Linked DNA regions of Zea mays: region 1 is linked to region 2. A link is a contact called in public Hi-C data. All regions are on one chromosome and are shown on one strand. The core of a region is the stretch at or near the end of the contact, and the rest is flanking DNA. Distances in the headings are between cores, read along the strand shown.

Region 1 (6,202 bases), core at 3,135-5,634, 180 kb after region 2:
TCTATCACTAAACAGATAGACATTTACAGGAGGCAATGCCTTTGGAGGGGGAATGACACAAGCTCAGAAAAGTCGTCGCTGGTTGCATGGTCTACGATTACTAAACAAAAAGTCAGTGGAGGCCTTGGGCCGGGTGATACGGTTAGAAACTCAAAATGATGCTCTTCTCCTAAAATTCTTCCACAAGTTCTTCAATAGTCATGATTTACCATGGGTAAATATCATTTGGAATAGTTATTATTCGTCTGACAGACTCCCTGGTCATAGACGAATTGACTCTTTTTCATGGAAAAGTATGTTGAAACTTCTATATAATTTCAAGGGATTGGCGTACCCAATCATTGGCAATGGTAGATCAATTCTTTTCTGGAAAGATCAGTGGAATAAGAGTGTTCCAAGTCAGCAATATCCCGAATTATTCTCTTTTGCAAACAACACAAAACTTTCTATCGCGGAGGCTAAAGAGCAAGATCATTTCTTTCATATTTTTCAATTGCCTATTTCTGAACAAGCCTATGAACAGTGTTTGGAGTTACATGTAGTTTGGGAGCAAATTGACCTAAATACTTTAAAGGACAGATGGAGATATATATGGGATTCAGACAGTTATTCAACAAAAAAGGCCTACAGACACCTAATGGGGCAGACACAGGTTTATTCTATTTACAAGTGTCTATGAAAAAACAAATGTCAACCAAAACATAAAGTTTTCTACTGGTTATGGCTTAAAACAGACTCAACACTAGGAATATGCTGAGAAGGAAAAACATGACACTAGAGTCATATTCATGTGAGAACTCTTTATGGCAAAGGGAGGAGACTCTTTATCACCTGTTTCTCATATGCAATTTTGCAAAAGCCTGTTGGAATTCAATTGGCATAATTCCCCCTAGAATTGCTCAACCAGAGGAGGCCTCGACAAACCTTAAGCACCAACTTAATGTTCCTTTTTCTATGGAGATCATTATACTCATGACATGAAGCATATGAAATGTCGAAATGAATGGTTATTTAAAAATAAAGACCCTTCAGTACATCACTGTAAGAATGAATTCAGCAAGAAATTACGGATGGTTGTACACAGAGTGAGAGGGAAATATGACAACTTAATTCCGAACTGACTGGATCAGTGGCAGGCATAACTTTCGTATTGCTTTGATCCCTCTTTTTAGCTCCCTTACTAGAACTTATCATCTAACCTCTAACTCTTGTAATCACGTCGAATTGTAATTCTACATTATTAATAAAATTTAACAGTAGGGGTTTCCCCCTGCTGATCTTTCTAAAAAAACACTCTACTGCCTTCGGTCTGCTAGCACCGGACGACCGGACGTTCTGTTACCACAGCTGCCTTCGAGTTTGGATGACGGTGTTCTCCAGCCTGCGCACCTGTGTTCTTTCAGAATTCCAAATTTCCAAATAGCGGCGGCGGCCGCGCCAGATATTTAACTGGGCTACAAATCCACACTGCAGTTGACAATTTGACATCTGTGATAGAGTTTTGGAGCTGCCTCTTCATTCTCCCCCAAACTGACTGCTCTAATAAAAAACGGGTTTTCTGAATCTTTTTGCACTAGCTGCAACTTGCAACTGAAGCAGCAGCAGTCTGCTCATGTCATGCGTGCGCATATTATATATGCATGTCAAGCACGAGAAAAGGCAGCTGATACAATTAAGCACCAAATGATAATAAGCACAAAACAGAGACGAGATCTTAGCCACAGAAAATGAATGCTAGCTGCCCATCTCATGTGCATGACAAGCACAGGTGGCTAACAAGGGCTGAATTAAGCAGCTCAGATTGAAAGTGGGGAGGGAATCAACTGCAAAGACTAGTTCATCATGCTTAGGGAAACCATAACCATAACTCCAGGTTCATTACATCTTAGGGAAACCATAACCATACCATAGCATGCATGTGAAGCCAAGCAACTCAATCATTATATGAGGAAGATACTAGTAATACTAGGACTGTCAATGAAAACCATCATCGCGAGCTCAGATCTTCCTTCCACGCGCAGCCCTCACTAGTTCAGTCAGCACCAGAGGGCAGCTTTCCACCAGATGCGCGTAGCCGTCAGTCGCCAGGACAGCATCAAGAGTCTCAGGCGACTTAGTGACGAACTCAAGACACTTGGCTTTGAGCAGCGGGCAGTTGCGCTGCTCGGCGAGAGCCAACGTCGCAGCCGCTGTGCCGATGTTGATGCCACCAGAGAGCTTGCATTCACATATCAGCTTCAGCCCGTTCAGCCCATACCTGTCAAAATTCTCAGGAGCTAACAATTACAATCTACTAGTATACACGCACACGGTGTTACGCTCTACATGTTTCTAAGACCAGCCATGACAATACCAAGCGCAGTTTTGACCAACTCTAAAAAAAATTACGGAACATTGTTTAGATACAACATTATTGTAAACTATAGTATTAAGCAAAAGTTAGACGTGTCATAAAAACTTTGGATTGGAGCTGAGTTTTGAATACCAAAAATACCAGGATTACAACCAAGTGACATAAAATACCACGGCCATACTAAGGTGGTGTTTGAATGCACTAGAACTAATAATTAATTGACTAAAAACTGTTAATGAAATTAGCTAGCTAACAAACAACTACATTAACTAATTTACCAAAAATAACTAATAGCTGAACTATTAGCCATGTTATTTGAATGTCTCAATTAATTTTAGTCACTAACTATTAGTTTTAGTCATTCAAATACCCCTAAAAACTATAGTATCTACAAAAATAAATGTTTTACTTCCAAACAGACCCATATGCAACGAAATAGTACATGATAACCCGTTCTGAAAGTGGACAAAGGTTCAAAAGAAAGAAACCTTACCTGTCAGCAGCTACGAGTAGGTGCTGAGCCATGGCCGCCGCCCGCCGCCGCCTCAGGCTCCTGGTCCTGGGCACCGTCGAGCTCTGGGACCATGTCGGTATAGATGAAGTGAAGCATGGACCTGAACACAGCAGCGTCCATGTCTCTGATCTCCACATAAGCAGAGCTTCTTTCCTTCATGCCTCCGAAGAACTCGGCCTTGAAAACCGGGGACCTCGCGGCGAGAATGACCCTGTGTGCGGCGAAGGACTCCCCGGAGACACGGAACGTGACGTCCGCTCCGTCCTTGCTCTGCAGGAGCTCGCCGAGGTGCTGGTGTAGGTCCGAGCGCAGTGGCTGTGGCTGTGGCACTGGCAGGGGCGGATCCTTCACAGAGGCGTCGAAGCCACGTAGCTCGGTGAGCGTGCATTCCACGGTCAGCGAATCCTCCACGAGGTAATCTGATGATCCTAGCTCAGCCCTTGACATGAGGAGAAGTACAGGCGAGCATTTGGAGTCACTGGGAAATATATGGGACAAACTCTGCTCATAAGAGGCACCGAGATCCCGCTGGAAGTTGTTGGGTCTCATCCGGCAGCTCAGGCTCACCCTCAGCTTGTCCCTCAGAGGTTCACTGATAAGTATGAGCTTCACCGCTACCCACCGCCCGTTCCACTTGTAAGTAGGATGGAAACGGACCTCCCACTCGTGGCCATTGGTGCACCATCTGGATTTGATGAACTCCAGCTCGCTCATGGTAGCGGTGGCGCAGTAGCCGTCAATCTTGAGCAGCTGTACCGAGCGCAGAACCTCATTGACAGCCAGCAGGTTCGTGCCGTCATGTTCCATGATGGAGGCCAGGTAAGATCCAGAAGCCTGATGAAGAAAAAAAAAATGCCTCCGGTGATGTAAAAATAAAACTCTTTACCCGTCCGGCGCCGATGAGGACTGGGCCGGCGGTATGCGGTCTGGCAACTGACAATTGGGGGTGGGGAGGAGAGGGGGGGAGTTTAAATAGCGGGAGGTTACCAAGAGGAGAGTTCGCCGCCGTACATGGCTTCCAGAGCAAGGAGAGGTGTGTGAAAGCTTCTCCGAGAAGGCAAGGGTCCGACGGATGTGGCCTGCCGCTGGGCCTGCTTTGTGCTTTGACAGACTTGAGTCGGACGCCGTCCCACGCCACGACGCTGGTTGGTTCGTCATGGCGAGAACCACGGTTTGTACTAGTCAGAAAGTCCATTAATCTGGGCCTCTGAGAGTCATCGAAATCAGCAATCGAACGTCCAACTCCAAAAGAAAACACCTCAACTCCAAAATTTTGAAGTCATAACCATAACCACAAAATTAGCACGAACAGTAGGTGGTGGGTGGTCTATGGACATCCATTCCCATGTTTAGTTCGGAGCAGCATTAGTAAAGGTGCCTTATAAAAAAACACTAGTAAAGTCACTGAAACTTGGATTTGTTGTCTTGGCTATGTCATGGTCTTTATTTAGCTTGATGTGACCAAGACATGGAAAAAGGTATGGTCACTTGAGCATTAACTATAGATAACCTATTAGTACTACTACTTAGGGGGTGTTTGGTTTCTAGGGACTAATGTTTAGTCCCTACATTTTATTCCATTTTAGTTCCAAAATTGCCAAATATAGAAACTAAAACTTTAGTTTAGTTTCTATATTTAGCAATTTATAGACAAAAAAGGAATAAAATGAAGGGACTAAACATTAGTCCCTAGAAACCAAACACCCCCTTAAGCATGCTACTTCCTTTCTTTAACTAACTTGTTTGTTTTAGTTATGTACTTTAGCAAACTAAGTAAATCTGTCATGTCATCAAGTCCACCCAGCTGATCGACACACGTCCATGGCCGGCCAGGCGGGGCAACCAGTCTACTGTGCCTTCGATCTGCATTCTGCAAGAAGAAATTACCGTTCAGTTTTTTTTTTCAGCATAAAGGGTTAAGCTAGTCTGCTAAGCTTCGGACGTACGCGTACACGTTCTGTTACCACAGGTGTAGATCGCGTGGGCTGGAGCTCCCGCCGCCGTCGGCGTCCTCGTCCGTCGGCGGCCACAGACGCAGCATTGTGCTCGCCGCGGACTTCTCCTCCAGGGCCAGGAGGTACGCGAACGACGGCGACTGTGGCAGCGGCGGCTCCGCCACTGTCGCCTCCACGCCCGCGGCGGCTGGTGGGCCGTCGTGGCGCCCGTGCTCTTCGGTCTGCGTGCGTCACATCACAGCGGCAGCGGCACGATCACTTCACACAGCTGCTTTTACGACGACGTGCTACAACTACTGCTCACGCGAAGCCGGCCGGCCGTCACAGTTTACCTTGACCTGAAGCTCCTCGGTCAGGTTGACGAGCAGCTCATCCTGCCAAGGAAAAAAAACAAGGCACGCAATAAAAACCGCCTCGACATGCAGAGGAACCAGGATCACCTAGCAGCAGGGAAAAAAATTTGTTGCAGCCGGGCTGCAAACCAGGCCGTTTGCAGTCCCTCACAAAAATGAGGATAGGCCCCACCTGCAAGTTCACCAGATAACATTTTTGTTGTATTATTGACCTGCAGGTGGGGTCTATCCTCATTTTTGTGAGGGGCTGCAAACGGCCTGGTTTGCAGCCTGGCTGCAACAAATTTTTTTTCGAGCAGTAGATACCTATACCTTCCTTGCACGGACTTTGCCGATGGCCGACTCCAGCCGCTGCTCGAGCTCGAGGAGCTCGACCACCGAAGTCACGGACGACAGGTCTTCTCCCGTGTACGCATTCAGGCTGGCCTCCAGCTGCTCGCACTCACTCCGCAGCTGGCTGATCTCAGCGGCCATCTGCTGCTGCTGCTGCAGCAGCATTGGAGAGAGAGAGAGAGAGAAAAACGAGGCAAGAATAGAGATGGCGCATGAACAGGCTGACGAAGATACTGAAGCTGCTGCGTTGGGTCTGGACGTCGATCTGGTAGATGCGTACCTGATGATCAGACTGGTGATCGGTGCAGCAGCGTGCGTCCTGATGCAAGAGTCGCGTGCTGGTGGCCGCCTCGTACCGGCGAATCAGATCCACCAAGCTTCGCAAAAATGGTAACGGTGGAGAGTGTTGGTGTTAGGGATCTGCAGATTGCAAGACTCTGGAATATTCCTATCTTTCGCTAATCGATCATGGGCTACTTCTTATGCAAACTTGGAAGAACTGATCGGCGTGTGCTGACTCCCAAGCCAACATTTGAGAGGGAGTGAAAGGCTGCGCAAGGCGGAACACATAGTCACGCACGCGTGTGTCGAAGAAAATCAACTCGATAGTGAACTCCAATCCAGCAGCAACTTGATAGGGACCCGAAATAAAGGTTTCCGCGATCACGCATACTTAACCAAACCCCAAAAAAAC
Region 2 (6,330 bases), core at 1,758-4,257:
AACAACTTGCCGAGAACCACATGGAGTCCAGGGCGCCGACCGTTCTGAGTTTGCCGCGCCGTGGGATTTGTTGGGGAAGATGACTGACAGACGGGCCACCATTATCAGTGTGTGAAAGAGCCGTGCGGACACGAGGTACCCACTGGCAGGTAGACCTGTCTGTCTAGTGACTTCAACATGCGCGAGAGATGGACCGGGCCGAGGTAGATGAAAGAATATGTGGGCCGCAATGGGAGAACTGGCCTAGGTAAGCTTCTTCTCTTTATTTTTTTTTCTGATTTCCTTTAAATTTTCATATTTCAAATATCTATTTTAAATTCAAATTAATTTTAAATTCTTGTTTTGAACCACAAATTTCAAATACCAAACAAAAGTCTAGTAGGAATAATACATCTACTGCTTGCGATAATATTATTTATTATTATTATTAGTACTATTCCACTCTTTTGCTCCAATATTTTTCAGACCTCATATTTGAATTTGAAGCTAAAATTTGTTTTAAACCTCAATTTGAGTTTGGTGCACAAACAAAGGAGTTCTAACATGATGTGTTTGTTTGGTATTTATTTAAAAGAAATATGCCTCTTTAATGAGATACATAATTAAAATGACCCCTTTATTATTTCTCAAGTGACTAGAGTTTTAGAGGCTAGATTCTAGGGTTTACAGTCGTGGAGTAATAGGCATGAAACGGAGTTGCTTGACCGAGACTTTTGTAGTGACCTCAGTGCCTTCCTTGTCCACCACCACTGCATACCTTGAGTTCTTGCAGTGCATGCAATGGGTGTCATTCTTGTGATCCCTCCAGAACAACATGCGATTATTTTCGCACGCATCAATCTTCTCATAGTTCATGCCAAGACCCAAGACAATCTTTTTAGACTGATACAAGTTCTTTGGCATCTTATGGTTCGGCGGAGGAGATCAATAATCAACTTCGTGATATTGTTGTAGTAGTTATTTGAGAAGTTGTACTTGGACTTCATTGCCATAAGTCATGTTACGACCTGAAGTACAGGCACTTTGGTGCCCTCGTGCACTTTTGCATCCGCGACTTCTAGCAACTTGTAAAACTGATGCACTTCCTCCATCGGGGGTCAGTCGGTCTCCAATGATGGATACTCATGTCTGATGTCATCTAGCATGTCCTCCATTTGGTCTAGGTCCACGTCCGTGTTCAACTTCGGAGGTGCATCCACCTCTCCCATGCTCGTGCCACACCAAATAGTCTGGCTTAAATCCATATTTGCAGATATGAATGGAGAGGTCAAACTTGACTAGTCGGATCAGGTTTCGACACCTAGTACATGAGCATTTCGCCGCACGAGGCTCGCCAGCAAATGCGTGCGCCACAAATTCGTCAGCAACCTTAACCCATCCATCAGAGTGCCCCAGGGTGTCATTGTTGAAACCATCGTACATAGCCCTTCTTCGATCGTCACCCATTTTCAAAGCTAATGGAAAAACGTAGATCATAATCATGCATGACAAACATGTGCAGTGTGCAGTGTTATTAACCAATTCATAACTACAAACCCTATTAGGAAGAGGATATGTACTAAACGACCCACCCAAGAATGCCAGTCGTTGTGTGTTATTTGGTCGGACACGTGTACCTTCTGCTCATGAATACGACAGCATAACCACACTATTCTCTGAATGGCGGAGAACAACAGGGTTATGCTATTAAGATCACGAGTAGAGGGTATACGAGTCAAAGACCAAATAACATGCAACCACTACCATTCTTAGGTTGTAACACCCCAAAATACTAATTTTGGGATTCATAAAAGTTTGTCCAAAATATTTGAGTTAAGGCTTTGAACTAGGGTTAAAAGAGAAAACCAAGAAAGATTCTCAAATGTTTAAATAGTAAAACTATTCATTATATTGCCTAGGAACCATCTCTTCGTAGGAAATAATTAGAAATTCTTGTACAAATAAAACTATTTAAAATTTATGTTTAAATATTATTCGCCAAAAGATTTAAGATGATATATTAGGAATTGTTTTCTTAGAATAGTGTCTTTTGTGTATATAAGTTTCATATTAATAAACCCTTTGTTTAATGGATAAAATAAGATAAATAAAGTGGAATCATGCATTTCATGCTGGGTCTTTGGATGTTGCATATAAATTGAACCTTGAGAATTGAATCAAATTTGATTTTGGAATTCAAAACTGAAATTGAAAGGGTTCAAAATATAAAAAAACAAAAGACCCGTCAGCCTCTCTAGGTCGAATCTGGCCGTTGGCCCAATTAGCCCTACCTCTCGTCAGCCCACTCCCTCTCAGCCTGCGCTGCACCCAATCACTGACAAATGGACCATGACGGCAGCCCCTCCGTGGACTCCGATGCGCTCGGGTGCTCGTTTGTGCCTCGGTCATGGGGGCCCCATTGTCCAGATTCATCAACCCCACTCAACAACAAACTCCGCCGCTCTGTTCAATCCACAAAACTCGGATCAAAGCCGGTAGGATTTCCCTAGATCCGCCTCGGACTCTGCTTGCTCCTATATATGTCTGCCGCGACATACCCTTTGGTTCATCTAGGTCTAGATGCTCCTACCGCGAAGCTCTTGCACCACTGTGTGATTGTCGTCGACCTCGATTCACGTCGCACCGGTAGCGGGGTCTCGGTGTCGAGACCTGTGATCTCCGTGGGTCGAGTGCGGGGTTCCTGTGGACACCTCGTGCGGTGGCAACGACCAGGGCATACTTCACCTGTGACCCGTGGCGCCGCGGTGCCACTGTGTGGCGGGGCCGACATCTGCAGCGCCATGATCCTAGGTAAAAAAAAGCACCTGGCGCTCTGGATGTCTTCCGCTCTCCGTGATTCACACCCGATACTAAGGCACTGGGCGTGGGCGGGGTATCCTTGGCGTGGCATGGCCATGACGAGCCTGCTCCTATGCTCTGGTTCCCGTCGGGAGGTTGAAGATGATGTAGCAACCGTCAGATCTAAGCAGAGGGCCGAGATTTGTTCGGGTATCTCCCCTCGATGGTTAAATCGGGGCGGTTGGATCGCGATCGAGCGATCCAGATTGAATACCGCGAAACCCTTCACCCAGGAGTAATGGTAGGCGTCGATCTTAAATCGAGTGGACGCAAGATGATTTTGGTGCATCGAATCTCGACTGTTGATCCTTGATCCGAGGGCAGCCAGTGTGTACCGCTTCAGCATTATGTTGTGGGTAATCTAGGTCATAGGATCTGATCTGGGCGGCTGTGGATCACTCATACCCCTTCGACCGCCTATTTTTGCTAAAGAGACCCAGTAGAACCCTAGATTCAACCCGGCAGTTCATGACAGTGGAAAGACCATTGTAAAAGGCCCTAAAATTAACGAAAACTGAAGGAGAAATGGCCTCAACCATTCCTGATAATCGATTTTAGTGTTTGACGACCATCACAAACCTTATGGAATAACTAGTTTGTCTAGTTGATCTTTTCTCAGGTGCATAAAGTTAACATACACATATAAGGAAAATGACCCTTGGGGCAATTCTATAAGTATGGAGCAAAACAGATTTGCACCAGCCTGTGGCGCACCAGACTACCTGGTGTGCACCGGATAGTGTCCGGTGCCCAGGCTGGTGCGCCCAGCGAACTGGCCGCTCTCGGGAAAACGAAACGCTCCTCGACTAAAAATCACCGGACTGTCCAGTGAGCCCACGAGCAACGGTCAACTTCGACAACGGTCGACTGCCACCGCAGTCTGAAGCCTCAGAAGGTTAGAGACAGTCGGCGATGTCAAGTCGCACCGGACTGTCCGGTGTGCCACCGAACTATCCGGTGTGCCACCGGACTGTCCGGTGCGCCACAAGGACAAACGACTTCAACGGTCAATTGCTCCTAACCCCAACAGTCGGCTGACGTGGCACGCACCGGACTGTCCGGTATGTCTGTCGACAGAGAGCACAACCAATGGCTAGAATAGTGGTTGGGGCTATAAATACCCCCAACCACCACCATTCAAGTCATCCAAGCTTTCCACCCTCAACACTCAATACAAGAGCAAAGAATACATTCCAAAGTCACATTCAAAGCTTCCAATCCTCTCTAAGTCCCACAATTAATACAAGTGATCAATAGTGTTTAGTGGCTTGAGAGAGAGTGAGATTTGTGTTCTATTTGTTGCTCTTGTTGCTTGGTTGCTTTCTTTATCTCCTCTAATTTTTCTAAGTGATTTGTAAAGCTAGCAAGAGACACCTAATTGTGTGGTGATCTTTGTGGGGTCTTTATGACCCGTGAGATTAAGAAGAAGCACTCAACTTGAAAGGGAATTAGGCTTACACCTATTTCCTAAATGATTTTGGTGGTTGAATTGCCCAACACAAATAAATTGGACTAACTAGTTTGCTCTAGTGTACAAGTTATACAGGTGCTAAAGGTTCACACTTAGCCAATAAAAAGACCAAGAAATAGATTCAACAAAGGAGCAAAGGGATAACCGAAGTGTGCCCTGGTCTGGCGCACCGGACTGTCCGGTATGCCACCGGACACTGTTCGGTGCACCAGGGGACTTCACGCTGAACTCTTCACCTTCGGGAAAATCCAGAGGCGCTTCGCTATAATTCACCGGACTGTCCGGTGTACACCGGACAGTGTCCGGTGCTCCAAGGAACGGCGCCTCAGGAACTCGCCAGCTTCGGGAATTCGCAACGGCTAGTCCGTTATAATTCACCGGACATGTCCGGTGTACACCGGACTGTTCGGTGAGCCAGCGGGGCAACGACTACTTCGCGCCAACGGTCACCTGCAGGCGCATTTAATGCGCGCCAGCGCGCGCAGAAGTCAGGAACACCCATGCTGGCGCACCGGACACTCTACAGTACATGTCCGGTGCGCCACCGGACATCCAGGCGGGCCCAGAAGACAGAGCTCCAACGGTCGGAACCCAACGGCTTTGGTGACGTGGCTGGCGCACCGGACATGTCCGGTGTGCACCGGACTGTCCGGTGCACCATACGACAGACAGCCCCACCAAACGGCTAGTTTGGTGGTTGGGGCTATAAATACCCCCAACCACCCACATTCATAGCATCCAAGTTTTTACACTTCCAACCACTTACAAGAGCTAGGCATTCAATTCTAGACACACTCAAGAGATCAAATCCTCTCCCAAATTCCACACAAAGCTTTAGTGACTAGTGAGAGAGATTTGCTTGTGTTCTTTCGAGCTCTTGCGCTTGGATTGCTTTCTTCTTTCTTGATTCTTTCTTGCGATCAAACTCATTTGTAATTGAGGCAAGAGACACCAATCTTGTGGTGGTCCTTGTAGGAACTTTGTGTTCCAAGTGATTGAGAAGAGAAAGCTCACTCGGTCCGAGGGACCGTTTGAGAGAGGGAAAGGGTTGAAAGAGACCCGGTCTTTGTGACCACCTCAACGGGGAGTAGGTTTGCGAGAACCGAACCTCGGTAAAACAAATCCGCGTGTCACACTTCTTATTTGCTTGCGATTTGTTTTGCACCCTCGCGGACTCGATTATATTTCTAACGCTAACCCGGCTTGTAGTTGTGATTATCTTTGATAATTTCAGTTTCGCCCTATTCACCCCCCCCTCTAGGCGACTTTCACAACTGATCTAGGTGACCAATTGAGAGTGGGAAAGGGTTGAAATAGACCTATCCTCTATGGCCTCCTCAACGGGGAGAAGGTTCATTGGAACCGAACCTTGGGAAACAAATCACCGTGTTCATTTGTGTTGATCATCACCATTTGATTTGTTTCTTCCCTCTCCCCTCTCACTAAAATTTCTCTTGCTCACATTGTTTTAAGTTAGCTCCCAAAGTTATTCACACTATTTAGCAACTCATAGCAAGAAGAGCTATCTTACGCACACCTCATTGATTATAATTTGTCTCAAACCCTAACCCCAGGTGAAGTGCGGGTTCAAAGTTTATAATTTTCAGGTTTTGCCTATTCAGCCCCTCTAGACGACTTTCAGTTGGTATCGGAGCTCGATACTTCATTAGAGTCTAACAACTCAAAGTGATGTCGGGAGAACACGCCAAAAGGGAGATGGTCACGGGGAAAAGCCCGGATCTTCGGGAAAGAAGAACGAAGAAAGGACTCCGTCAAAGGAGGCCAACGATGAGCACAAAGAGCATAAGGAGGAATCTGTTGGCTCCATCAAGTGACATAAGAAGGGTGACAAGAAGAAAAAGAAAATGAAGAAGGTGGTCTACTACGAGACCGATTCTTCCTCACCCACAACCTCCATCGCCAAGTCGACATCTTCGAAGCACCAAGAGCGTAAGAAGTATAGTAAGATCCCCCTTCGCTATCCTCGTATTTCTAAACGCGCTCCTATACTTTCCGTTCCC

What was found. A called contact is a pair of places that touch in the nucleus more often than the background predicts.
Region 1: a contact with region 2 is called in a Hi-C map of leaf, with 3 times the contacts expected there. The contact joins the promoter of LOC100272409 here to the enhancer-like site in region 2. A contact is called at or near these places in 2 of 25 Hi-C or Micro-C datasets (ear and leaf).

The regions. Positions count from the first base shown.
Region 1 is chr6:103,255,236-103,261,437 of Zm-B73-REFERENCE-NAM-5.0, forward strand. LOC100272409 (BTB/POZ and MATH domain-containing protein 2) reads right to left here and starts at 4,385. Exons shown (of 3, transcript NM_001146887.2): 1 at 3,855-4,385; 2 at 2,847-3,701; 3 at 1,845-2,257. The coding sequence starts at 4,025. The coding sequence ends at 2,850. LOC103629660 (MADS-box transcription factor 30) reads right to left here. Exons shown (of 6, transcript NM_001401854.1): 2 at 5,789-5,885; 3 at 5,488-5,658; 4 at 5,155-5,196; 5 at 4,814-5,043; 6 at 4,616-4,737. The coding sequence ends at 4,828.
Region 2 is chr6:103,077,819-103,084,148 of Zm-B73-REFERENCE-NAM-5.0, forward strand. It overlaps the pseudogene LOC109940487. Among protein-coding and RNA genes, the nearest start is that of LOC100273723, 30 kb to the left of the region's middle. Within about 2 kb of position 3,008, at least 17 of the 20 cell types and tissues checked have an H3K27ac peak or open chromatin away from gene starts, as enhancers often do. A contact at or near this core is called in ear and leaf, where this site is marked.